Regions from separate parts of the Arachis hypogaea genome. Here region 1 is linked to region 2. Evidence: chromatin contacts called from public Hi-C data. All regions are on one chromosome and are shown on one strand. Each heading gives the region's core, a stretch centred on a gene start, on an enhancer-like site or on the middle of the called end of the contact. The rest is flanking DNA. Distances are from core to core; before and after follow the strand shown. Region 1 holds the start of LOC112696556 (histidine--tRNA ligase, chloroplastic/mitochondrial). Region 2 has its middle 20 kb from the start of LOC112696553.

Region 1 (5,256 bases), core at 1,184-3,683, 420 kb before region 2:
AAAAAATTGACTGGTGGGCCACCTAGAAGATAGAAGTAAATAAATGAATAAATAAATAAAAAGAAGATAAAAATAAGGCATTGCTGTAGATTTGGTTTTGTTGGTGTTGACTTAAGCCATTGGAATCATCATTTGCATATTGAACTTATTCTTAGATAAGGGTGAATCATAAGCATCCCCATATCATTATTCCAACTAATATAACATTATGTTGCTTGACATTTACAAAGTATAACAAAGACAAGCCATTATATCTTCAACCACCATCAATTGAAAAAATAAAATCATGCAAAAATAGCAAAGAGTTGTACAACTCACTTTGTCAATAATGACGCAGACCTTGCCAAATAAACTTTCAGGTATGGAATAACACTTCAATACTTCCTGTAGAACCTGGAAAGCATGGAAATAAATAACAGTGTAAGACGACCGCGAAACCGAGACAACACCTAGAATCACATGAATATGTAAGAACATAAGAACCAAAAACTTCTTATTGAAGACTGCAACTACCTACAAATCTGTAAGATATTAAAGGAGAAGTGCAGCACAAGTAGAAATACGAAAGGAAAAATAGGTAGATCAAAGAAGAAGAAGTGCAGCACAAGTAGAAATACGAAAGGAAAAATAGGTAGATCATCAATATATGGGAAAAGTAAAACTTTGAACCTTTCGGCTGGAAACTTTAAACCCAACATCGGATTCTTTAATTCCTATTCGCTTGAATAAAGTGACGATAGACGATATAAGCTCTGCTTCAGCCTACAATATATATTAAAAAAAAAAGCTGACAAAAAAGCATATTAAAACTATCACAATTCAATGCATTCAACAATATTGTCAGCACAGTAATTCAAAAGTATAAGGTACACAAATGAGAACCAAGCATGAACATCCACCAAGCCATGTCTAATAGACAATATAAATAACCAAGAAAACAAAAAGCTCATGACTTTATTACAAGGAACATTCAGACAGTTTCATTATATGATGAAATAGTTCCTGCTGAATCAGACTGAGTTCCTGCTGAATCAGACTGAGTTCCATGCTCAAGTGTGTGTAACATTTAGCACATACCATAACACCAGGAACACCAATGATGTCCATATTCCACTGGTAATGCTCACGACGGCGCCCCCTTGTCATTCTCTCATACCGCCAACATTGTCCAACAGTGAACCACTTCAATGGCAGTGGTACAGACTTGCTGGGAAGAAAAAACACTAACATAAGGATGAGAATTTGACATCCACATGCAAAATCCACTATAGCTATACCGGTCAAATTAAAATATCAAAATTAAAATTTACCCTTTCTGTATCACCAGCCTTGCCAAAGAAGGAGTAAGTTCTGGCCTCAGTGCAACACGACGATTACCCCGGTCTTCGAAACAATAAAGCTGCACAAACGAAAATGTATAGATTACATTTTCATATTCCTCCAAAACTCGTCGTTGCACTTTCCTTCTCTTCTATTTTAATTTGTAATTTATGATTTCCTATTTCCTAACCACACTACAAGCATGCTGCTTCAGTGCAATTTCCGTCAAAGTACAATCCAGAGCACCATACGGAGACACTGACACATACCTAAAGCAAAAGAGTTACCTGGTCCTTAATCTCCTCCCCTGCTTTCCTAGTGAACAATGCCTCATTCTCAAGCACAGGAAAATCAACCTCCTCAAATCCATATAAACGCGAAACCTAATCCATCCAAATAGATAAATTCCATAATCTGAAGCTAAACACTAGAACCAAATCGAATCATAAACAGGCATATGCATAAAGTAGTATTGAAGCTTTTCAAGTAAATTCAAGTGAAAAATCAAATAAAACCTCTTTGAAATTGTTGAAGAGCCAGTTGCGCAAGCGCATTTCCTCAGGCGGGAAATCACGCGTCCCCTTGGGAGGGTTCACGTCGATCCTCTGCACCTCTCCAGCGACTATAGGACCGGGAGATAAAGCTCCAGATCTTCCGCCACCGCCGCTCTGAGAGTCGGTCTCCGCCGCCGGCGAGAGTGAAGAGTGGACTCTGGCGGCGGTGAACTTGATTCCATTGAAGGAGAGCGGTGAAGTAGAGAGCTGGTAGGTGAAGGAACGGAAGAGAGGGTTGAAGTAGGAGTTGAAGCGTGGCTGAAGGATGAGGTACGAGCACGAAAATGGAGTTGCAGGCATGGTTGCTGGCTTCTTGGCGGAAGAGACAGCACACACACACTTTCCTGGTTTCCTACATAGGCGGATAACGGTTTAGTGGGCTTCTTGGGCCCTCATGTAATTTGCGCCGAATCTTCCAAAATCAGTAAATTAGGCCCAATTTGGGCCTCAAATGGCATTGTAGAAAGAAAAGTAGAAACCAAAATCAAAACCAAAAAAAAAATCTGACCAAAAAAAGAAAGAACAAAAATTCAATACCAAAAATAGAAAGGAAAGAAATAAAAAAAAAGGAACAAACCTAGAGTATAAAAAATATTATGAGAAGAGTTCGAACCCCGCCTTGTGCATGTAGCAACCCATTGGCCAACGGCAGACCCTTAAATGAAACTCAGATTCGCGACGGATTAGTCCTTAACCTGTCGGGTTGGGGGATACCGTTTGGTAAACCAAAAAAAATATATATATATATATTATGAAAAATATTAAGGGGTGAACACTTTTTATTAAGAGTTTAATTTTGATCAACTGGAAGTGTAAAATTTTTTACATCGTCATCCAATTATATCCGTTCTTTTAAACCATCATTCATGTTATGCGGTTAATGAAAAAAGTAGCTATTTTTACGTAATCGAATGCACATGTATAATTACTTTAGATGAACAATGCATCAAAATTAAATTTTTTTATTAATATTAGACAACATTTTTAGCCAATATTATTTCAATACTATTAAGATTTATGCTTTCGAATTTAGTATTTAAAGTATAAAGTGTTGGCTAGAAATAATAAATTTTGATAGACATGTAGTATTGTTTCAAAAAATAAAAAAAAATTAAAAAAATAAAAAATAAAACAAAAATACTTATTCCCTTATCATTTTCTGCATTGTTATCAATAACCAAAAAGATTAATTTCACTCTATTTCTAATAAAAAACTCAATTTTATAAACCCTAAACCATAATTAGTGAAAAATAACTCTGATTACTAAAATACAAAATTTGTTTCTCATACTATTTCAATTGATCAAACTCGCATTTAGTTGAGGCAACAATATCTTTCAAACAAACAAGCAAGTTCATTTGGATAGAACATGGAAGCACATGGTAGTGCTACATCTGGTTTGGATAGGTGAATACACCATCCAAGGAAATAGGAAAAGGGTGGAGGAAAACAGTGATGACTACAACCATTTTAGAAACAGAAAAACAACCACACAGGGATTATAACTATTTCTATTAGCATCAGTTATTAGCAGTTACAATCTTGAATCTTATACAGACTTACTTCCAACACAACATGAGCTGCATGGTGGCACAGAAACCTGCCACCTTCTGACAAGTGTCAACCAATCACAATCTGTTTTCGATTATTCAATTATTTGTCTATAAGTCTCTTTAGACAAACTGTAACTACCTCTTTTAATGAGGATTTTTTTAAGCTAAAATTCGAAATAAAAATTTTATCAAATAAAACGAAGCATAAATAGCTACTAAATATATTGGTAAATTAGTAAAAAACTATGATGCATCGATACTGACACAGACACAAAACACAACACGACACGGAATACGCCGACACGCGAATTTTAAAATCTTACATGACACAGTGACACGCATACATGTAAAATATAAAGTATTTTTTAGATAAACTATAATGATATTTTAATATTTTATTGATATTAAAATATAAATTAATTTTTTAAATTATTTTTAATGTCTTATTTTAATTATATCAAGTATTTAAAATTTTTTTGTTTTAATAAATAATAATATATACTATATCTAAAATTATTTCAAAAATATATATTAAGAATAAAATCAGACACACTGACACGTGATGGTATTTAGGTGTGTCCGGAGAAAATTTTTTTATTTTTTATTGAGATACGGTTTGGACACAACAGACACGCGTGTCAGACAAGTGTTGGTGAGTATTGTGTTCGAAATATATCCGACACGCAAACACGGCAATTCAGCAAGGTATCCGTGTTTCATAGGTAAAAAAGAAGAATGTATTACAGTTTAACAACGGAATTTATTAGTTACTTTATCTCGGTACCAATTTTATCATTTTAATAAAATTCTCATGTGATTTTCATACCCAAATTTAACTTCTTAATACTCAAAAGACACAACTATTGAAACAACTTGTATACATTCTATTACGAATTTATTTTTAATATATTGTCAATTATAAAAGTAATATATATAATTACGTAATAAAAATTATAATTATTCATATTTACATGGAGTAAACTCTTTTGTTATTAATTAAATATAAAGGACCAAAGGCAGGGCAAGGCATGCATCATGGCACACATAGGAATGGATGTGACGCATCTAGACTACAAAGACAAAGAAATTGACCCATGTTACACATTTTTTGTTGGATGCAAAAAGCATAGAATCCGATAGAAAACAGCCTTGTGTTTTCAACACGGTTTTGCTCTTAGTGTCGTTTGGTCCATTACCATTTTACAAATTACAATACAAATTTAATGCATATTCTTATTAATGTGAAACTACCCAACACTTATGCTGCTAACCCCCTGCTGGTTGTCTTTCTGGACAAATTTTACTTGTATGTCATGGTCATCCATCATCTCATGTGCGACACCACTAGTAGTCTTGTTTATTTGGTTTTGTTCCTCCCAAATGAGTCTTTCTTATACTTTGTAGTTTTATTCTTGTAAGTTTTCAGATGTAGACAATTTTTCATCAACTTATATTATTATTATTATTATTATTGTTATTATTATTATTATTATTATTACTTGAAATTATAAGGTGTTCATTAATAATTCAGATGAAGATCTTTTTTTAATATGTAGGTATTGCACTTACCATATTTTAAAAAAAACAATGAAGAAAAATTGTTACACTATAAATACTTGAGAATGGATCTTTTTAATTTTTTTTCAATTGTTTTGTCAAGTATGATTTTTTATTATTTAACATCTTCTCTCACATATATTTTGTCCCACTTAAAGAATGTATGATAAAAAATCAAACTATAAAATAACAATTGAGAGAAAAAAATTTAAAACGTCCATTTTCAAAACATTCTTCCTACTAATGGAATTAGTATCATGTAATAGTGGGT
Region 2 (4,767 bases), core at 1,222-3,721:
CTAATGTAGTGGTAGAAAAGGGGGAAAAACCTAAACTAGGGCGCATAGATTTTATCGGATGCTAGAATCAATCTGTAGTCCTCTATGGGAAGGATTCGTTCACTCACAACTATCAATTGCTACTAGAATGTTAGGAACTAAATTTGAGAATAATCACTCATTATACTCTTGCGACCAAGTGATTATGTTAGTTAGGAAAGTTGTAGAGGATCCGAGTGATATTCCCAAGAACTATTACGGAGCCAAGAAGGTTTTTCGTAATTGGGGTCAAAGGCTGTTAAAATATATTGTTGCTTTAACAACTGTATGATACATTACAAGGATGATGAAGAGCAAACTGAGTGTAAGTTTTTTTATTTGCCGAGATTTGTCCCGGTAAATATACTAAGAAAGTTCCATACAAGTGAATGCGTTATTTAACCCTAATCCTTAGGCTCCAATAGTTGCACACTTCAATGAGTCTTCTACTCACCTGAGGTGGCATTTCAACAACCTCCAAACAGATAATCTCATAACCTATCCTTTTCATAAGGAAGAATGTTTTCAATTTGATAAAAATAACACCCACATTTTGCAGCCGAACCTAGAAATATCAGGCTTGGTCTTTGTTTTGATGGATTTGTCCCTAACATCCACTTTAGTATCCATTATTTATGTTGGCCTGTCATTTTTTCTCTTACAATCTTTTGCCTAATATGTATATGAAAGATCCTTATTTGCTCTTAACTTGTGTTATTCTCGACCTAGATAATCTGAAAGTCAAAATAGATGTATATCTTCCACCCATCGTTGATGAATTGAACCAGTTGTGATATCTTAGATTTTAACTTATGATGTGTCATCTAAAGTCAACTTTACACTTAAGCCACCTTAATTTGGACAATTAAAATTTTTCTGGTTATTGGATGTTGTCCAATTAGATGGCACAGGAAAGTTATCCTATCCAATTTGCATGGAGGACATTAAGGCTTCTCAACTTAAGTACGTTGGAAAAAAAATCTTGATTTGATTGTCACGGAAGGTTTTTATTTGAGAATTATTTCTACATACACAATCAAACTACATTTAGGAAGAATATTGAGGGACATGAGGAGCCTCCTGTCAGATTGAGTGGTGAAGAGTTGTGGTTAAAGGGTTATCCCAGAGTAGTTGACACAGGCCATTAGTTACAATTTTTTGGTTATGATAACGAACATAACTAGACTAAGAAGAGTATATTTTAGAACTTACTGTATTGGAAGGATCTTCATGTCCGTTATTTTCTCGATGTGATGCATATCAAGAAGAACGTGTTCAACAATGTCATCTACACAGTAATGGATAGTCATAGAACCTAAGATAACCCCAAAGCTAGGCTAGGCTTAGAAGGCCAGGACAAAATCTTATGTTAATGGGGATGGTAGATAGGCTAAGCCAAAAGAGTGTTATGTTTTTAACTTTAGAACAAAATTAAACACGTGTCGGTGGTTATAAGAGGTGAGGCTTCTTAATGGTTATGCCTTCAACCTTAGCAGGTGTTTTAATGTCACTCATCAAAGACTTCATGGCACGAAAAAAGTTGTAATTGTCATGCTTTCATGGAATGCCTACTCCTGGTGGCCTTGAGAGAGTTTTCTGATCAAGTTTGGAAGCTATTAACAAAGCTTAGTCAAGGTTTTAGAGATTTGTGTTCTCTCTCTATCTGTAGAAAATCTTTGTGTAGTAGAGCACAACATTCCAATCATCCTTTGTAAGCTAGAGAGAATCTTATCTACTGGCTTTTTTAACGTCATAGAACATCTCCCTATTCACATGGCATACGAATCACATGCATGTGACTCGGTACAGTATCGATGGATGTATCCCTTTGAGTGTCAAGTTGGTGTTTATAAGAGGTCATTCAAGAATAGAGTCGGGTAGAAGGGTTCTACATGTGAGGCGTACATGTTGAAAGAAACTACCTACTTCTGTTTTTACTACTTTGAACCTCTCGTGAAATCTAGTCGCACAAGAGTAGGTCGTAATGATCCCGATGATGAAGGTTCGTTTGAGCCAATGGTGTCTATCTTCAATCAAGTTGGCACACTTGGGTGAAGGAAAAAAAATTGGTGGTTGAACTTCACAGAAGTGAACATAGCTCACCTACAGATTCTCCTAAATTGTTTTAAAGTCAATGAAATCATAAGGTAATTAAGGAATATGAGGATGGTGACAGTGATGATAATTTTACCTCTCTGTCTTCTAATGAATCCAAGTAAATATGTTTATTATATATTTACCATGTGTTTTATTTTATCAATTTATTGTTATTTTGAGTGTCTTATTATAACAATATGTATCCAACTTCTTTTACTCATACTTGGTTTAGGTGATATGGCACGAGATAGCAATACGAGGATGACGTGATGATGGGAGGGGTATTGCCATAAGGGATGCCCATCCCACTTGATTTAGGTGCATCGTCAACATGCACCCAACCTACTACCACCACGACTACTACCGCTCTTGTGATTTTTGCACCGACCTTGTCACCCAGGTTGTAGTCACAGCTGTTATAGGGGTTAGACCCTATCAGCATGATCCTGACTCTAGGTCTATCTTTTGATATGAGTGGCTTTCAAACACAGCCATAACCATATATACATCCTCAGCCTCAGCCACAATCTCAGTCACAGCCATGGTCTCAGCACAACCATAGCCTCAACCCCAGCCATAGCCACATACATAGAATTAAACACAACCATTGTTTTAGCCACAGTCTTAGGCTCAGACTTGGCCACGGCCATAGCCACAGCAACAAAGAAGGTGTCACATCTATGCAGCCTGCTAATCTGAGGTTGGTATAAGATGGAGTTGGTTGGTATTTACGTCTTCAATTAACTTATGTAGAACATGCATATATAGTAATGTCTAACTTGGTTGATCATAGTTAGGACCTTTCGAGACCTAGGATGGAACATATTACTTGGGTTTTCAAGATCCACTATAAGTGGTTTAATTCATACTTATCATGGCTTCAGATGAAATTCACAATCTTTTGTGGCGACTATTTAAGGTAATTAGTTTTTTTTTTAATTTCAGATTACAAACTTGTTTCTTTCTCTTGTTTTTGGTATTGCAGTACCACTTTGAGCTTGTCCCGAGAGAAGAGTAGAAGATTTACAATGCCTGGCGGGTAAAAGATACCAAGTGTCTCCGGGAGATGCTATCAAACATTTGCAACAACGGTACTCTTGTAGACTGAATCCCAGACGATATTCTCACCCGACTAAAGGAGTATTCAAACTCAAATAATTATGGGTGACCTGGACTAAGGCACGAGGCAGTAGAGCTTCCGAGATTGGTGGATCCATGCACACGGGAGGATCAACTACTTATAGGGTGACAAAGAAAAAGATGGTTCGTATTATTTAAATTTTTAATTATGTTATTAATTTGTCTACTTTAGTATTGATTAATATGATACATAATGACTTATTGTAATTCTAAACCCTTTTCACAGCGTTTGATTACATTGATGGCGTCGCCTTCAATAAAATAAAATTCACTAATTTGTCCACGCCTTAATTTATCAACGGCCATGAGTACTGGTAATATTATTTTAGTTTTATCGATGACTTGGGGACGCCAATAATATTTATCACGATTCACCAAAGTTAAATTAACTAACAACTATTTATCGATGACCAGGTAAAAAAAAAGAGATAAAGACAAAAAAGAAAGATGAGGGGGGAGGGAGGAGGGAATGGTGGTTTTAGGTCACACTTAACATTTACTGTGATTAGAATCTACTAGTTACAAAATTTAAATCAATATAAAAATTTAATTGTAAACTTTAAATTATATAGACCTTGTTATAAATTTGATAAAACTACAAGGACTGACATAGTAATTGAATCTAAAAATAATACGCTAGTCTATTTAAAGATTAAGATATCCTAAATAAAATAAATTTTAATTTTTAAATAAATTTTATTTTTTCATATATTACTATATATAAACTCCCTATAAAAATATTTAAATTTTTTATTTTCCTTCGATAATAGCAACAATTTTGAATGTACTTTTTCAGTTATAAAAATTATTTAAACAAAATTTTGAAAAAATCTAAAGACAACTTTTCACAGATTATATAATTGCATATATTAAAAAAAATATTACTTTATTAAAATTTTAATGACCGATGATTTTTATAGCGGATCAAATTTAAAAGTATTAAAATCTTAAGATATGTTATTGAAGACTTTTATAATGTAAATTATATTTTGTTAATTTTTATTACACTTTAATTTATTTAATTTTGTATGTAATTTAGTTCTTTCTTACAAAATTTCTTATTCTAACACTCGTTGAGATGATGAATAATATAAGATGATGTGAGTAAAATATAATTTAAAAATATATTCGAATTATATATATATATATATATATATATATATATATATATATATATATATAAACAAAATATATTACATGCCACTTTTTTTAATTGAAATTAAAATTAAAATTTTTTTTCTTTCTCTTTCTCTTTTTTTTTTATTTATCTCATTATTTCTTCATTCATTCTATCTTTTTTATATATCATTATCAATGACTAATTACAAATTTGACAATCAAAATATACAATATAATATTCTCTAATTGTAATTAAAATTAAAATATTAAAATTTAATATAACTATATTAATGAGATAAAATATTTTCCTCCAATATTAATAAAGTTTTTTCCTCCATCCTCTTATCTACATCTCTTCCCTTCTTTATTTCTCTTTATCTTTCCTACTCTATA

The links. A called contact is a pair of places that touch in the nucleus more often than the background predicts.
Region 1: a Hi-C map of leaf shows a contact between it and region 2, with 2.7 times the contacts expected there. The contact joins the promoter of LOC112696556 here to the enhancer-like site in region 2. A contact is called at or near these places in 2 of 8 Hi-C or Micro-C datasets (leaf and an unstated tissue).

What each region holds. Positions count from the first base shown.
Region 1 is chr6:39,247,187-39,252,442 of arahy.Tifrunner.gnm2.J5K5, reverse strand. It overlaps LOC112696556 (histidine--tRNA ligase, chloroplastic/mitochondrial), which reads right to left and starts at 2,433. Exons shown (of 11, transcript XM_025749364.3): 1 at 1,836-2,433; 2 at 1,608-1,703; 3 at 1,311-1,399; 4 at 1,078-1,207; 5 at 670-762; 6 at 319-393. The coding sequence starts at 2,174.
Region 2 is chr6:38,832,300-38,837,066 of arahy.Tifrunner.gnm2.J5K5, reverse strand. No RefSeq gene overlaps it. Among protein-coding and RNA genes, the nearest start is that of LOC112696553, 20 kb to the left of the region's middle. Within about 2 kb of position 2,471, at least 1 of the 3 cell types and tissues checked has open chromatin away from gene starts, as enhancers often do.